4 separate regions of the Zea mays genome follow, and all the other regions are linked to region 4. The links are chromatin contacts, called in public Hi-C maps. All regions are on one chromosome and are shown on one strand. Each heading gives the region's core, a stretch centred on a gene start, on an enhancer-like site or on the middle of the called end of the contact. The rest is flanking DNA. Distances are from core to core; before and after follow the strand shown.

Region 1 (3,605 bases), core at 873-3,372, 140 kb after region 4:
TTTACAATATAAAATAGAAATGTTAGGATATGAATATGCGATAACAAGATGTATTCTTAGTGGGCATAGGCCCATAAGCTCCACATTCAATACGGGCCACACGTGGGCGGTCTTTTTTTTTTTCGTCTGGCGTGGCGTGGGTCTCTGGATGAGTGTGGAATACGGCCCGTCTCGTCTCAGACTTTTGGATTTTGGGTGTTTGGCACGAATGCACGATGGCAGGCGCGCTGTCCACCACCTATGGTTCTACAAACACACCGCGATGGACTCGTGGTTCGTGAATACAATATGCTTACACTCGGATTTTTTGACGCTAGCGGAGCATGCGAAAAAAGAGAGAGGATATGTTTTTGTTTTGCGACTTGTGAGAGATCCCGTCAGGCTGTCACATATACGAGACAGTGATTTAAGTGATGCTCTTAGGGAGTGTTTGTTGAAGGAATCACTCCGTCTAAATATAGGTGATGTATCATGAGTTTATTTCTCAAATTTAGTGAGATGACTTAATTCCTCGTATTAGTACTAACTAATTATGAGGAATGAGATGATGATAGATCAACTCATTCTATTTCACAAATCAAACAAAAACAACGAGTAGAAGATGATAAACTAGTTTATTGTTCTAACCAAACACCCTATTAGTGCTTCAAATATAAAACTGAATTCATTGATAACCAAAGCAAAATAATTTTTTTAAAATACACATATAATAATTGTCAATATTGAAGTGAACTAAATAATAATATCAATATCTAATTAAATGGTAGAACAAGTAAATAAATTAAAATAAAAATAATCAATGTTTTTGTAAGTACAGAATCATTACACGAGTAGAGATTAAAGTACGTGGACAACGATGATAACTCCTAAAAAATAGTTTATCTATCAATGTAATATGTGATAGTTAAATACATCAATTAATCAGTCGTTATTTATATAATTTTTATCAGGAAATTATACATTACATAGATAATTTGTATAAAGTAATAAATAATTAAGTAAAATCATTAAAATAATTTACAACAAGAAATATATTGGATTTATACTAAATTTAAAACACTAAACTTGATATCCATATACCGCATGTTTGGTAGACTGGGTGAATAGAGAAACTGCACCCGCGGAGTTATAAAGCAGTGTTTGTTTGGTTAGCTTCTCTATGCATCCCAACTCTAGTCATGCAAAGAAGCGACCGCAGCCAGGCTTCCGAGCGAAGCTCGCGGCGAGCGTACGCGCCCAGCCAGGCTCAGTGCATGCAGTGGCACGTATACCGAGGTATGTTTTTAGTTAGTTTTTTTGTTATATCTTCTAATTAAAAAATTTAATCACCGAACAAATTTTATATTTGTGTCCCTAACATTTTTTCGATTAAAACTAGACCATATATGTTATATAATATTTAAAGATTTATTTGTGCATTCTTCACTGGTACATGCTTTGATACATACAACCAAACGCTGTCTCAATACAGCCAGATTCAATTGAGCCAAGTAACCAAACACTAAACCTTTGCATACACTCAATCAGGCTATATATAGCCTGGCTGACTGATGCGAGCCAGGCGGACCAGTGAAACGAACCAATCACGTGGATAGTGTCTCGGAAACAAATATGAATACGGATAACTCATATGAATGTCAGCTAGTCTGGGCTTCTGGCGCTAACGACAAGACAGTACACACAAAGGAGCCATGGCACGCGTACGCACGAACGAAAGGATGCACTGGACTCACCGGGAGCTCTCCGTCGCACAAGGATGCACCATCCATCTCCTCGTCCGCGGTCCGGCCTCCGATTCCCTTCACACCTGCCCACGGAAAAGGTTAAACGCAGGGCCGCGGGCCGAGGGGAAGCGCCGTTCCATGGCCAATCTTGCGTGACACCTTCCGTGTCTTTTTGCTTCCCAAAAGTTTCGTCGCCGTGATCCGATAGGGATCCACATCAGATAGGTTCTACACGCACGCATGCATCCGCGGCCGACCAGCACATCACCATCACGCTATCGAAAGCCTCGTGCTCCGTCGTCCCCGTCTGGTGACATACCGCAGAAACAAAAAAAAAAGCAAAATCGGAGGAACCATAGAGACAGATCAAGTCACACAACAGGGCCTGCCGAAAACTGAAACGAGGTAAAGGGTCAAAAAAGGCATATGTGCATGAATACAACATGTAGTGCGAACATATAGGCCATGTGCTTACTCCACTCTCTCGTCACGGCCTCACACTGCAGAGGCTTGGACGGACGGGATGGACATGGCGCGGTACGAGTCATGCTACCGGCACTGGATCGCCGGGCAGGAGGCAGGCCTCGCCGAGCTCGAGGCGGCGTCGGCCAATGCCGCCGCGGGCCGGGCAACGGACGCCGAGCTGCGGACCGTGGTGGAGCGGTGCATGCTCGGGTACCAGGACTACGCCACCCGCAGGCGCGCGCTGTCGCGGGAGGACGGCGTCGCCTTCTTCGCCCCGCCCTGGTGCACCGCCTTCGAGAACTCCGTGCTCTGGCTCGGGGGCTGCCGCCCTTCGCTCACCGTCCGCCTGCTCTACAACCTCTCCGGGGAGGGCCTGGAGGCGCAGGTGGAGGAGCTGCTCGGCGGCCTCAGCAACGGCGTCATCCCGACCGGGGCCCTGGGGATCACGTCCGCTCAGCTGGTGCTCATCAACGACCTCCACAGCCGGACGGTGCACCAGGAGAACGCCCTGTCGGACCGGCTCGCCACCCTGCAGGAGGACATCGCCGACCGCCCGCTCCTGCCCATCGTGCGGCAGCGCGAGCTCGCTGCCGCGGCACGGTTGGGAGCTGCAGCTGCTGCCAGCGGAAGCTGCGACGGCGCGGCGCGGCGGCGGCTCAGGGCGGCCCGGCTAGGAGCCGCGGACGCCGAGGTGGACGCGGCGCTGGACAGCTACAAGGCCGCGCTGTCGCGGCTGCTGGTGGAGGCCGACGAGCTGAGGATGGCGACGGCGCGGGCGCTGGCGACGGAGATCCTGACGCCTCGGCAAGCGGTGGAGATGCTGGCGGCAGGCAAGCACCTGCACCTCTCCGTCCGCGACTGGAGCCGCCGTAGGGAAGCAGCAGCTGGCGCACAGCAACAGCTTGGCGGGCAGAGCGCCGGAACGGACAACACCGTCCGCCCGAGCACATGAAAGGCTTGCCATTCCTCGCCCTTGCCTGCAGCTAGTTAGTAGCATCCCGTGTGTAGCTTGGACACCACACAACCTCTCTAGTACCCGCCTGTCTTTCTATATAGACCGATCGATCACCATGTGCATGGCGTCCATTAATATGTACAAAGTTGGTGCTTGGTGTTTTTGTTCCTAAGAACCTAAATTAAATACCGCAGTGCTTGCATGAGTAGTTGATCTCTCTTCTTCGTTGTGCCTTTACCGTGTCTACGTCTTTCGTGAACCACACGCTCTTTATATACACCGCGTCTTCCTGCAAACCTTAGTAGAAGAAGCCGTGGCCGTCTCATCTTCTCCCTGTTTTTTTTAATCCTTGTTAATGGCTGCCGCCTGTCTGCATGGGTTGCCAATCGATGGTGGGTATAGCTGTGACTGGCTTTACTAGCAGCGAGTGGGAGGCGTTGGCCTTTCAGACACCGCACCGG
Region 2 (4,006 bases), core at 95-2,594, 180 kb before region 4:
AATTTAGTGGAGTGGAGTATGGAGCCCAAGAAGAGAAGAACTAGGAATATGAGCATCAAGTGTGAGGTGCAGTGTTAGGGATATGTGTTGCCGTGTTGGTATGAGATAAACACATGTAATGATATAAAGTGATCAATTTGTTTGTAGATGTGAAGCACCTATGAGAGTTGAAGTTTGGGACCGGAGCACTTGAGATCGTGTGTGATCTTCCAGTAAAAGGTTGTGGTCTTGTTAAAGAATGCATGTTAAGAAAAATACTGAAAATTGACTTTGTTTTTTCACGAGTTTAAGTTGCAGATGAGTTTACCAAGATATTATTGGCGAGAAAATTAGAGAACTTGAAGCGTATAATTTCTACCTAAATCAAATGGGGTGATCAAAGAGGGGCTGTTAGAATAGGAAGTAATTGTAACAGATCTTTCAGCTGTAAATCCGTGACTGGCACAGCTTGGTGCTTTTATCTTCTGTTGTTGTATCTGATTGATAGTTGATATTTCCTCTTGTCTTGTAAGTTAACAAAGTCTGTCGATCACATATATTGCATATGGCTTGTAATTCCAGACCTTCCACACACCCACTTCAATTATACCTCTGAAGTTTTACATGCCTGCATGTGATCCTGCCAATCACATGACGGAGCACCCCTGCGCGTTCTCGTCACTGAAGTAGTCGGTGGACCTGGTGCCGGCGACGGCCGAGTTGGCGCCGTGGTGGTAGTAGGCGCCGTACAGGCTCGAGTCGTCGTAGCCATGCTTGTAGTAGTTGTACGAGGACGTGGGCCGCGCCGCGTGGCTGGCGTGCGCCGGGCCTGCGCCTGCGCCTGCGCCTGCTGCTGGCTGCTGCTGCGCCAGGACGTGCGCGGCGCCGGCGGCCGCGCCCGCGGCGTAGGGGAGCGGCCACAGGACGGCGCGCCGGCCCGTCCGCCGCACCGCCTTGAGCACCTTCTTCTGCTCCACGTCCCCGCTCACCGTCACCTTCTGCTGCGCCATGTCGACCTCCACGTCGTGCACGCCTTCCAGCCGCTGCACCGCCTTCCGGATCTTCTTCTCGCACCCGGGGCAGTCCATGTGCACGCACATCTCCACGAGCTGTATAGGTGATGTATACCAACAGATATGGAACCGGTACGTAATAAGACACAAGGATCCCGGTAGCAGATTAGTGTAGCAAGTACATTACAAGAAGCAAAACGCATGCATGTATAGCTAGCGCGGAGACTCACCGTCATTTTCGTCTTTCGAAGCTGTGTACAATGGATCGATCACTCCGGCGGTTCTCTGGTGTCTTATCAGGCTGTGTGCTGACAACAGCGATGGTCGTGCTGGTGATGGAAAACAGGTTGTTTCTGTGTCAAGAAGTCGTGTATCCCCCGTGGCCCCGTATATTATATACCCATCTTGTAACGGTTACCGCCCCGGTCAGGAGGCATGTGCCATGGCTGATGGTCGGCAGGCCAATGAGTTGACGAACAATTTTCTGTACTCCACATGCACCGACTGCTTCCTTCGCGCTCCACCTCCATGTTCAGCTCCGGTACCGGTGCATAAAAAACGACGCCGATGCCAACAGAAAATGTGGAAACGATACGATGTGCGCATGGGCAGAGGAAGCACGCACGCACGCAAGCAGCCGCGCGCCGCCCGCCTCGCTGGCATGCGCGTTCGAAGACCGAACCGGTGGCGTTTTACATATCGTCAGAGCAAAGCGCGCGCGGCGCAAATGGAGTCGGCCAGGAAGGAGACGCCGGCTCCAGCCTCCAACTCAAGGGATACGTCATACGTGCGGTCGGTGCGGAGGAGTTACCTGGACTCAGGGCATCAAGCATGGTACGTAGGCCCAGTTAGATCGTTTGGGCCGGAAGCGATGCGCCGTGTCGCGCTCTTTCGGTACCAATGCTGCCATCTTGGCCCTGGCCAACACTGGCCCGGCTGTGGCCCAACAAAGCTGTAGCAATATTTGGAACATGAGCTGACATGTTTAGATGGGCTAGGTTACCACTCCATCCAGCTCCAAAAAAATTAGTAAAATTAGTCCTAAAGTTGTGAACTTTTAGAAGACATTTACTAAGGCATTTTTGTTTATTATTTAAATTGAAAATATTTAAAAAATATTTAAATTTATATTATAAACTACAGCTCTCGATTTGCGATCTAATGTATCCGTTTCAATTTAGAGGTCGTTTTTGCTCATAAGTTTTATTATATATCTAAAAACCTATATATATATATATATATATACAATTTTGGACAAAGAATGAGAATTATGGTCATCGGTTTCTTTTCATATTTTTTTATAAAGTCTCGTTCATTGACCAGTAAAATTAAATGTGTGGCTAGAGGTTTGCAGCTGGTCCTTTCGATTAACGGTGTTATCGTTATAGCCTTTAGGTGCCAGACGTCTCATGTCGGATCAAATGAATCACCCTTGACAAGTTGACACCTGACCTGACCCCATTTGTGCATTGTTTGGTGTAGATAACAATGGCTGACTCGCTAAGCAAACGCCGAGTTAGCTTTCAGTTTTTCCGCGGAGAGAAGGCCCACTCCTGCTCGAAAAGGGCGAGGGAGGGGAGTAGAAAACAATCAGACAATATACTAGTGGCAATCAATTATCGAATGATAATTTACTAGAGTCTAAAACTCGTGCTAACTGCGTTGAGCATTATAAAGAGATTTATTGCGGTGATTCCACGGATCATGAAAGTGATAGGCAATCAATTCGCAGCTATAATGGACAGGTTTTCTACCTGAGCAAGTCGAGTTTCTTCTTTCCCTAAACGATTGGCCACCATCGACCGACCGACCGACCGACGTGGTGTTACGAAAATATGTATCGACAGTAATAGATAGTATTACGGGAGGATGTAGTTACAGAGCAGCACAATCGTTTTCTGGAGGGGCTACTACTGCTACATGCATCTTCGTTTTCTGTAGGCTCTTCCGCTTGATCGCAGCGGAAAAGCAACCCGGCTCCTGCATTAATGAAAACGGCCGGCTTAATGGAATGGAGCATAGTTTCGGGTCCTTGTCCCTAGTTTAACAGAGACCACCACCGGATCGAATGGGGGTACCAGACGGCCAAGCCGTACGTGGCGTCCGTGGCCGGTAGCACCAATGGCGGGGCGGCAACGCCCCACGGCAGCATGGGTAGCCAACATCTCGATCGATGAGACCAGCACGCACGCCGTTTCATTCCGAGCAGGAGCAGCCATAGCGTCGGGCGCGAGCGAGCGCGTAGTTTCTCCGGTCCTTTTGCGTCGTTGCCGATCGAGGAAGAAAGGCAACATGCCGCGACGGCACGCTTCCGAATGAAGCAACCGGGAACGACGACCGAGTGACCGTAAAGAAGAAAAGGTCGTCGGTTTCACTAACTTTTGGGCTCAGAGAGTCAGAGTCGTCGACGGTCGATCGGGCCCTTTTTTGTTACTCCCTCCAGTGCAGTAAAGGTAGTCGTTTAGGACATGATTGTGCATACCAAGGAGTGATTAATTATCATAGAGTTTTCCCTGTTTGCCCCTATTAAATAGGGATATGGGTGCATTAACGTCACTAAAAGAATCAGGCTTGATTGGTTGCTGCAGCAACTCCAAGGCATTCTAGACTGGAGGTCTCAAGTTCGATTCCTCTTAAATGCATCTTTTTTTGTGCAATTACTAGGGGCAACAACGTCCAAATCCTAGACTCACACGCGCTATGACTTCTTTTTGTGCACGCTCGGTCACGCGCAGGATGACTTCTTTTACTGCACCGGAGGGAGTACAGTGGGGGAAAGTGGAAAGAGCCCAGCGCACGTCATGGCCGACTGATGGGGATGAGCTTTTTGCATGCTGGGTTGTCCATCCCATCTCCAAGCTGGCAAGCTGCAGGCAGAGTATAGTTACTGCACCTGGCTCATCCTGACATAAAAATTCACCCATTCGGTGGACTGCGTCATCGTAATCCTACTGCCAACTATGAGATCGATTCATTAATAAATACAGTAGCCGCCGATCCTCCGTACCAAAACG
Region 3 (3,515 bases), core at 65-2,564, 130 kb before region 4:
TGATTATAAGATGAAATACAAAATGTGTAGAAATCAACACATGTATGAGATAATCTATGGGCATTAGAACTGATTAAAAAATCCTTGGAACAAAACGCTTGATCAGTGCTCTGCTAAAAATTCAATGGTACACTGATTGAACACCGGGCAAGCAAAACTCATTATAACAATAAATCCAAAGGGGTCTCAAACAAAGGGCGTGCGGACAGCAGGTTCAGCTGAAACTGAACCCCAGACAGTTTTGGAAAAAACGAACACAAACCAGTATTACCCAAAAGACAAATTGCTTTAGATGAACTGGAGCACCGTGCCAGTCCTAGGAAGGAATGTTTGGATTTGAGGGACGGTAAAGGAACTAACAAAACGAGCAAGCATCCATCTAACTCCAATCAATCTAGGGTTCCTCGCCACTCCAGAACATCCAACTCCAATCAATCTAGGGTTTCTCACCAAAACAGCTAGGTGCCCTGTTTTAAACGGAGGAGACCTGCAACGGCTGGCTAAGCGCGACCCCGCCAGGCCAGGGTACGGGAAGAGGAATGGAGGAAGGGGATTGGTGTGAGGAGCCGCCTGTGATTACTTTTTCCTCAGTAGTCTCCCGTAACCGTAACCCAGAAAAATACGTAGTGCTTCCTTACTGTGGCACGGAAGTATTTTGTCAAGTCTACTGGCGTTGCCTTGTTCGCGGCTTCCCGCGTCTATACAACGCTAATGATCGGCGCAACAAACAAGCACATCGTTCTCGCGATTATTAATGGGTGCGCGCAACCGCTCATCTAGAGCCGTCCCAAATCGTCTCAATTAACAACCGCGGCACCGTCCAATGAACAGCTGACAATTGCAGTTTGTGATGACATATTCCCCCAAAGCAACGAGTCGCCGCCGGCGCAACAACACAGCCATGAGCTAACCACGTTGGCGCCAACCATCCAGAGCAAGCACGCCATAAGCTGAAGTGCTAAACCGACGCAGTCAGCCTGCAGGAGCAACAGCGAAAAGTAGCGTCACTGGGAGACGGAGATACCTCGAGGTCGCGGAGCAGGAGAGGGTGGCCGGTTCAGAGTTGGAACCAGGGGAGTACGCAGCAGCACAGCCGCCTCGCCGGCGACGGGGGCGACGTGCGTGGAGCGGGATTCTGTGGAGAAACCGCGGGTCCGCGGCCTGCACCGTGCTGCTTCGGGAAGGGCGGAGATGGGAGAGAAGCCTGCGCGAGAGTTGTGGGCTTGTGGCGCTCCGTTTCCCAGCTGCTCCTTGTCGGTCCACGGGAATCAGAATTCGTTCCTTTAACCCCTCTTTTGGCACAGAATCCAAAATGCTTTGCAACCTATCCCAACCATGAATTTATATATTCATCAACTAGTAGGGTATCCAGTAATCATGTATAACGCTGAGTCGGTGAAACAGTTTTCTAAAGGGTGTTTGAATGTACTACAACTAATAGTTAGTTGGCTAAAAAATGTTAGTAAAATTAGCTAGCTAACAATTAACTACCTAACTATTAACTAATTTATCAAAAATAGCTAATAGCTGAACTATTAGCTAGGTTGTTTGGATGTTTCAACTAATTTTAGTCACTAACTATTAGCTCTATTGCATTCAAACACCCCGAGACAACTAAAATACAACGTGATATAATCCCAAGTTTTAGATAATAAATACAATCAAGACACAATATATATAGAGAGTCTGTGTAGAGACGGGCTCTTCAGGAAGAGTCTGTCTCTTGATTTTTACTTAACCCCCTAGAAACTTCTCAAGAGACCCTTCATTTAATTGAGTTGTACATGCCCAAGTACAATAATGGGCTCTAAGCATGCTTACCTGGCATTTTTGCTTATGTAGAAGAGAGACATAAAAAAGTAGAGGGAGTTGGCTCTCATGCAAGAGTTAGGTGCTTCACGGACATCAAGACAAAAGGATGAAAGAGAAAGAGACAAAGGATTCATTTAAGAGCCAACTTTATTATATAAGTAAAAATGTGATATGACACTATAATAAAAATAGTTTTAAAATAAAAAAATCATGTTTTTATGATATTCAGGACATAGAGAGATATAATATATACTAGATAATTAAAACAAGAAGCATATCATTAAGAAAATAAAATTTTATGAAACCTATTTGTACCCTAAAGTTATAGTGTCTATATAAATCAATAGGTGTAAAATTGCTTATAATTTTCAGCATTAAAACTGCTCTAAATATAAGATAATAGACCATTTGACCTATCTTGTTGAAAAAATATACCCAATTGGATTCATTAGTGGTTAGTGCGTTTAGATCAAATTTTTGTTATAATATTTGAACTATGCCCCGATTCAAAATAGGAAAAAGAAGAAGAAAGATCTAACCGAATCAGGTCACTGGTGTGTCAATTCAAACTTTTTAGGCTAAATGATTTGACCAGAAGTTTTGTTCTGGAAATCCGATGAAAACTATTTTCTCATTATTTTAATTAATTATGAGGCTCATGAGGACTAAGGCATGTTTAGAAGCTTAGTATGTTTTTAGTTTTGAAGCAATACTACGCTATTTGATGACTGTAGTATTCAAAGCTAAAATATGTTTCGTTGGTATAGGTAAAACAAAAAATTTAATGTCATGGTTTACCCAAAAATATGGTATTTTGGAGTGACCTCAGTTTTCTCGTGTTCTCTCTACACATACTTGGGTTTTCTAATATAACCGAACAAATTTTAGTTTAAGCAATAATATGGTAAAGTAATAGTATTTCAGTCATATACAATTGTAAACTATGGTATTTTAAAGTTATAGTATTTTAAAATTTTATTATCAAGCATGCCCTAAGGTGGTGTGTGGCGTGGCTCTAGACTAAAACTCTAAGGAAGAACTCGCTAAAGCCAGCCAAACATCCATAGAATTTTGATGGCTACACTAGGAATTTGTGGAGTGTCCCTTTTACTACTCTGAAATCATTAAAAATAAATCAGACATAAGGTTTAAAGTTATTTACCCAACACTGCCACTAATCATGATAAATCAACCTATACTCGAGAGCAGAGTTGTTCCTGAAAGGGAAATGGGCTCGAAACCATTTCTAGATTAGTTTTGTTGTTTGATGACCATCACAACCTCTGGACTAACTAGTTTGCTAAGTGATTGATCACTAGTTCATAAGAATAAGAATTGAAGATTCTAAGTCAGAAAATAGCTCAAACCCAACTATAAAGGGCGTATGTTAGAAAAGATAAACTATTCGTAGTTCAACCATTTGGATAAGTTCTAAATGCCCCTAGGATCTTGTTTGAGCAATCTAGAGAAGCTGGAAATCTCATAGTCAAAAGTTGGTATTTTGGAGCTAAGTTTGAGCCAATATTGGAATATTAGTTAGAGAATTTAAAAAGGTCAAGCTCCATGACTTAGACTAGTTGGCTAGTATCTATATATGTTTGTCTAAGTCATAGGAACACTCTTGAAGACAACCAGATTGAATCAAAGAAGAAAAGCCCAAAAGTACTTAACTCCAACTAGTTTGCGGTGCACCTGAAAGGCAA
Region 4 (3,642 bases), core at 242-2,741:
TCTTTTTATTTGTCGCTGGATAGTGTAAAATTGCACTATCCAGCGACAAATAAAAAGAAACGGAGGGAGTATTTTTTTTCGGAGGAATTAACAAGTCGGAGTGGACGGATATCAAGGTTAGAGCTGCTTGTACTACTAGCAGTAGCAGGGTAGCAATGCCACTGCTCCACTTTATTTATAGAAAAAAATGGATGAAAAAGAAGAATGGGTCGGAGGCGGAGCTCCTGTCCTTCGCCTGTTGTGAAGCACGAGAGAAGATCCATGCATCGATGCGTACATCTCTTTCTTTTGCTAGAGATCTGCTCGCACAATCTATCAACGTCATAGGGTCGATATTGTTCGTCTTAAGATTTTAAGTTAAATTGGTCAATGCATATAACTTAATTGGTATTATACACTTCATTATTTAAAATCATCAATTGCTGTAAAGAGAAAGAACATGGCAAAAATCGTACTATCTTTTTTCTTCACAGCAGTTCATCTCGTAAGAGAGAGGAGAGCAGGGTAGACGAAGATGATAATGATGGTGCTCTAAAGGAGACGGGCCGGAGAAAAGATGGCAACAAAAATAAAAGGCCAAAGGGCAAGGAGAGGCAAAGCAGGAGGAATTAACAAAAGAGAGCGCCACGAAACTACCACGCTGCTAAAACTAAAGAAATGGAGAGAGAAACAAAAGGTGGGAGGAAAAAAAAATCGAAGACACCTTGCTTGATTACAAGTCATCCTCGGTGATGCTCTCCAGGTGCGGCCGCCACACGGCGACGCGGCCTCGCCGCCGGTCCCTGGCCGTGGAGGCCTTCTCCTTCATGATCTCGGACAGGTACCTCTCGTTGGCCAGCAGCCGCTCCTTCTCGCCCTCCGGCGGCCGGGCCCCGGCCCCGCTGCTGCAGGCGGGCGCCGCTCCTCCTCCGTCCGGCCGTGCGGCGGCGTGGTCCTTCCTCCGGCGCCGTCTCCTCGCCACCGAAGCGGCCGCCGCGGATTGGCCGGCGGCGGGCGGCGGCTGTGGCTTCGCGGCGGGCTTCTCGGGCGCCGGGGTGGCCATGACCGGCATGAGGAAGTAGATCTTGCCCTTCTGCAGCTCGGCATTGTGCGGCAGGATGACGGGCTTCTGCACGACGATGCCGCCGTCGGCCGGGCACGTGGACGGCGGCTTCCGGAGGACGTGCTTGGGGTACGCCTTCATGATCTCCCCGGCCAGCACGGGGCCCCCGCTGATCTCCTCCACGCGTCCGTTGGAGTGCACGATCCGCACCACGTCCAGCGCCCCGCACGGCAGGATGCACGCGATGCAGCACTTGATGGTCTCCATCGATCCTTTCTGGCCTTCTGATTATAGGCCGGTCGGCAGCTGCTGGCTGCTGCGCGTGCTAGCAGTTCATATATGGCGGCAGCGGCACCAAGGAGAGAGGTCGATCGAGGAGGACGAGGAAGGAGCAAATGCTCTGGTTCACGAGGCTCAGCTCAGCTGGCTGGACTTCGTTGGGTCCTTTTGGTGCGGGTATGTCCGAGCTGCTCGCTTTTTATATAGCTGCACCTGCAGCTTGTTGGGATACTGGCTCCTGAGCCCGGGCTAGCTGGAGAATGAACCAGGGGGATGCGCGCAGGCACGGGTATTTGTACTGGTAGCAGGCAGGCCACGGGTGGGGAGGGAGCTGGTTCTTGTTTTCTTGCGCGAGATCAGTCTGCACTCTGCACTGCACCTGCCGCCGCTGAATGCTGTAGCAGCACTACTACTACTGCCAGTCCACACTACAGTCAGCAGCGGCAGCTGGTCCGCCCCTCTTTTTTTTTCTAGTACTATTTCCGCTGCTCACTCTCTTCAGTCTCTTGTACATTGTTTTGCGCCTGTGGGCTGTGGCAAAGAACCGAGTAGGAAGAAAGTGTGTGAAACATTCAAACCGTCTATCGCTGATGTTCAGTCTGTTTTGCATTTCATGCATCTTTCTTATCCTCCTCGGCCTGCCTGTACTTGTGTAATTGTGTTACGCAGGGGACTGGGTCTCGTGGTAGTTAGTGGTGGACGCGTATGTCACGCAATGTGCCTAGGTGAACCGTAGGCAGTGGAACAGGACCACACTAAGCACGATGATGCTGTGGAACGCAGAGCCCGTACGAGAGAGAGAGACGTGGGGAACGGTGCAGGGAGCAGCAGTAATATACGTGCCTGTACGCTGTGCCATATGATGCGGTGGTTTGGGCATGGACCAAGCATATCCGGCCCGTGCCGTCGCTGTTGCAATGAATGAAGGCCGGTTGATGGTGTTCCTGCTCCAGCGACCTGCCATGGGGCGGACAAGTACGCGCGCCGCTGATTAGGGGGACAATTAGCATCGCGCGAGAAATGATTGTGTGCTCGCATGTCTGAACCGAGATTATTATGCACGCCTTGTTGGACAACGCTCTGGGCCGGCCGATCGGTCCGGACGTCCGGTCCGGCGGAGCAGAGAGCATAGCTAGCGGAGGGGATGAGGCGGAGGCGGAGCGAGGGTCTCTATCTCTATACGCGCGGAGGCTCACCTGCCACACCAGATGCTGTGTGCGACAGTGACGGAGTAGTAAGTAATCCGCAGAGCAGCTAGCTAGCGGTCTCTCGTTCATGACACACGTGGCGAGTTTATCTGGCAAGCCTGTGGTCAGGCGGGCCCGTATAACACCGAGGGACGCACTACAGTGCTGGGAAGTACAGTAGTATATGTGCGTGCGTGTCGAGCGCTGGGAAGGGGACGGTGCGCAGGACACGAGCCGCAGCCGCACTCTGGCGTGGTCGGCAGGCAAGACAAGCCCCGCGCGTCGGGCGAGGCGCGTGGGATCCTCCTCTCGTCGTCTCCGCGCTGGGACTCGAGAACGTGCAGCTGCCGGCGCGCGCCTCCCCCTTCTTCCATTTGGGGCCTAGTAGGCTTCAGCCTTCAGCAGCAGGCGCGTGACGGACCGGATCAGATCGCACACTGCGTCACTGTGTGCGCGCTGCATGCCCATGCGCACTCGGCATGTGCTCCACGACAGCGACGTCGACGTCAAACCCTGTGTGTTAGTTCTTCGTTTCAATCTTCGTGACGCCGGGCAAATTAAAGGGCTCCTTTCCTCCTGTCATGCCATTGCTCTAATGGTCCGCGAGCCGAAGCATCTGGCCAGCGAGACGCGATCTGCTGTCCTACTACCTCCCATGCTAATTCCAGGGAGAATATTTCTCGCCTTTAGCGGGAGGGCGACGTAACGTACGCCCTGCTGCACCTGCATGCGTGAGACGACACGTTCGTTTAATCCTTTTGGGGCCGCGGATAATTCAGCATCTGTCACGTACTAGGGGGAGAGAAGAGGGGGCGGCTACATCCGTGTCAGAAACCACGAAGCACATGCCATGCGTCGCCCAGTAGAGGAAGCTCTCTAAAGACGTACGTGCGTGGATTACTGAAGCGTACGTTATCCACTCGTGTCCATGATCGTGGAGTCATATATATGCGTCGAGTCGCCACAGCGAATATTTTGGTTGGGTGCTAGTGTGCTACTTACTATAGCAGGGGACAACTAAAAAGAGCTACCAAAGTGATCCTCCTCCACACCATAGAGCAAGTATAGTAAAACACGCTATAAGAAAGGTAAGTACTGAGTTGGAGGAGAGAGAAAAGAAGAGAGGGGAGAAAC

The links. Hi-C and Micro-C count contacts between places; a contact is called where the count stands out from the background.
Region 1: a contact with region 4 is called in a Hi-C map of ear, with 2.0 times the contacts expected there. The contact joins the promoter of LOC111043195 here to the promoter of LOC100277704 in region 4. A contact is called at or near these places in 3 of 25 Hi-C or Micro-C datasets (bundle sheath, ear and leaf mesophyll).
Region 2: a contact with region 4 is called in a Hi-C map of leaf, with 3 times the contacts expected there. The contact joins the promoter of LOC111591196 here to the promoter of LOC100277704 in region 4. A contact is called at or near these places in 10 of 25 Hi-C or Micro-C datasets (bundle sheath, ear, endosperm and 4 more) and 1 of 3 datasets of contacts at active chromatin or transcription factors (leaf).
Region 3: a contact with region 4 is called in a Hi-C map of leaf, with 5 times the contacts expected there. The contact joins the promoter of LOC100284438 here to the promoter of LOC100277704 in region 4. A contact is called at or near these places in 10 of 25 Hi-C or Micro-C datasets (bundle sheath, ear, endosperm and 5 more).

Annotation. Positions count from the first base shown.
Region 1 is chr3:200,707,361-200,710,965 of Zm-B73-REFERENCE-NAM-5.0, reverse strand. LOC111043195 reads left to right here and starts at 2,122. Exons shown (of 2, transcript NM_001354580.1): 1 at 2,122-2,129; 2 at 2,231-3,349. The coding sequence starts at 2,248. The coding sequence ends at 3,141.
Region 2 is chr3:201,028,522-201,032,527 of Zm-B73-REFERENCE-NAM-5.0, reverse strand. It overlaps LOC111591196 (heavy metal-associated isoprenylated plant protein 28), which reads right to left and starts at 1,344. Exons shown (of 2, transcript XM_023302137.1): 1 at 1,223-1,344; 2 at 246-1,088. The coding sequence starts at 1,228. The coding sequence ends at 627.
Region 3 is chr3:200,979,972-200,983,486 of Zm-B73-REFERENCE-NAM-5.0, reverse strand. It overlaps LOC100284438, which reads right to left and starts at 1,314. Exons shown (of 13, transcript NR_182104.1): 1 at 1,025-1,314.
Region 4 is chr3:200,846,634-200,850,275 of Zm-B73-REFERENCE-NAM-5.0, reverse strand. It overlaps LOC100277704, which reads right to left and starts at 1,491. Exons shown (of 1, transcript NM_001151205.2): 1 at 558-1,491. The coding sequence starts at 1,309. The coding sequence ends at 713.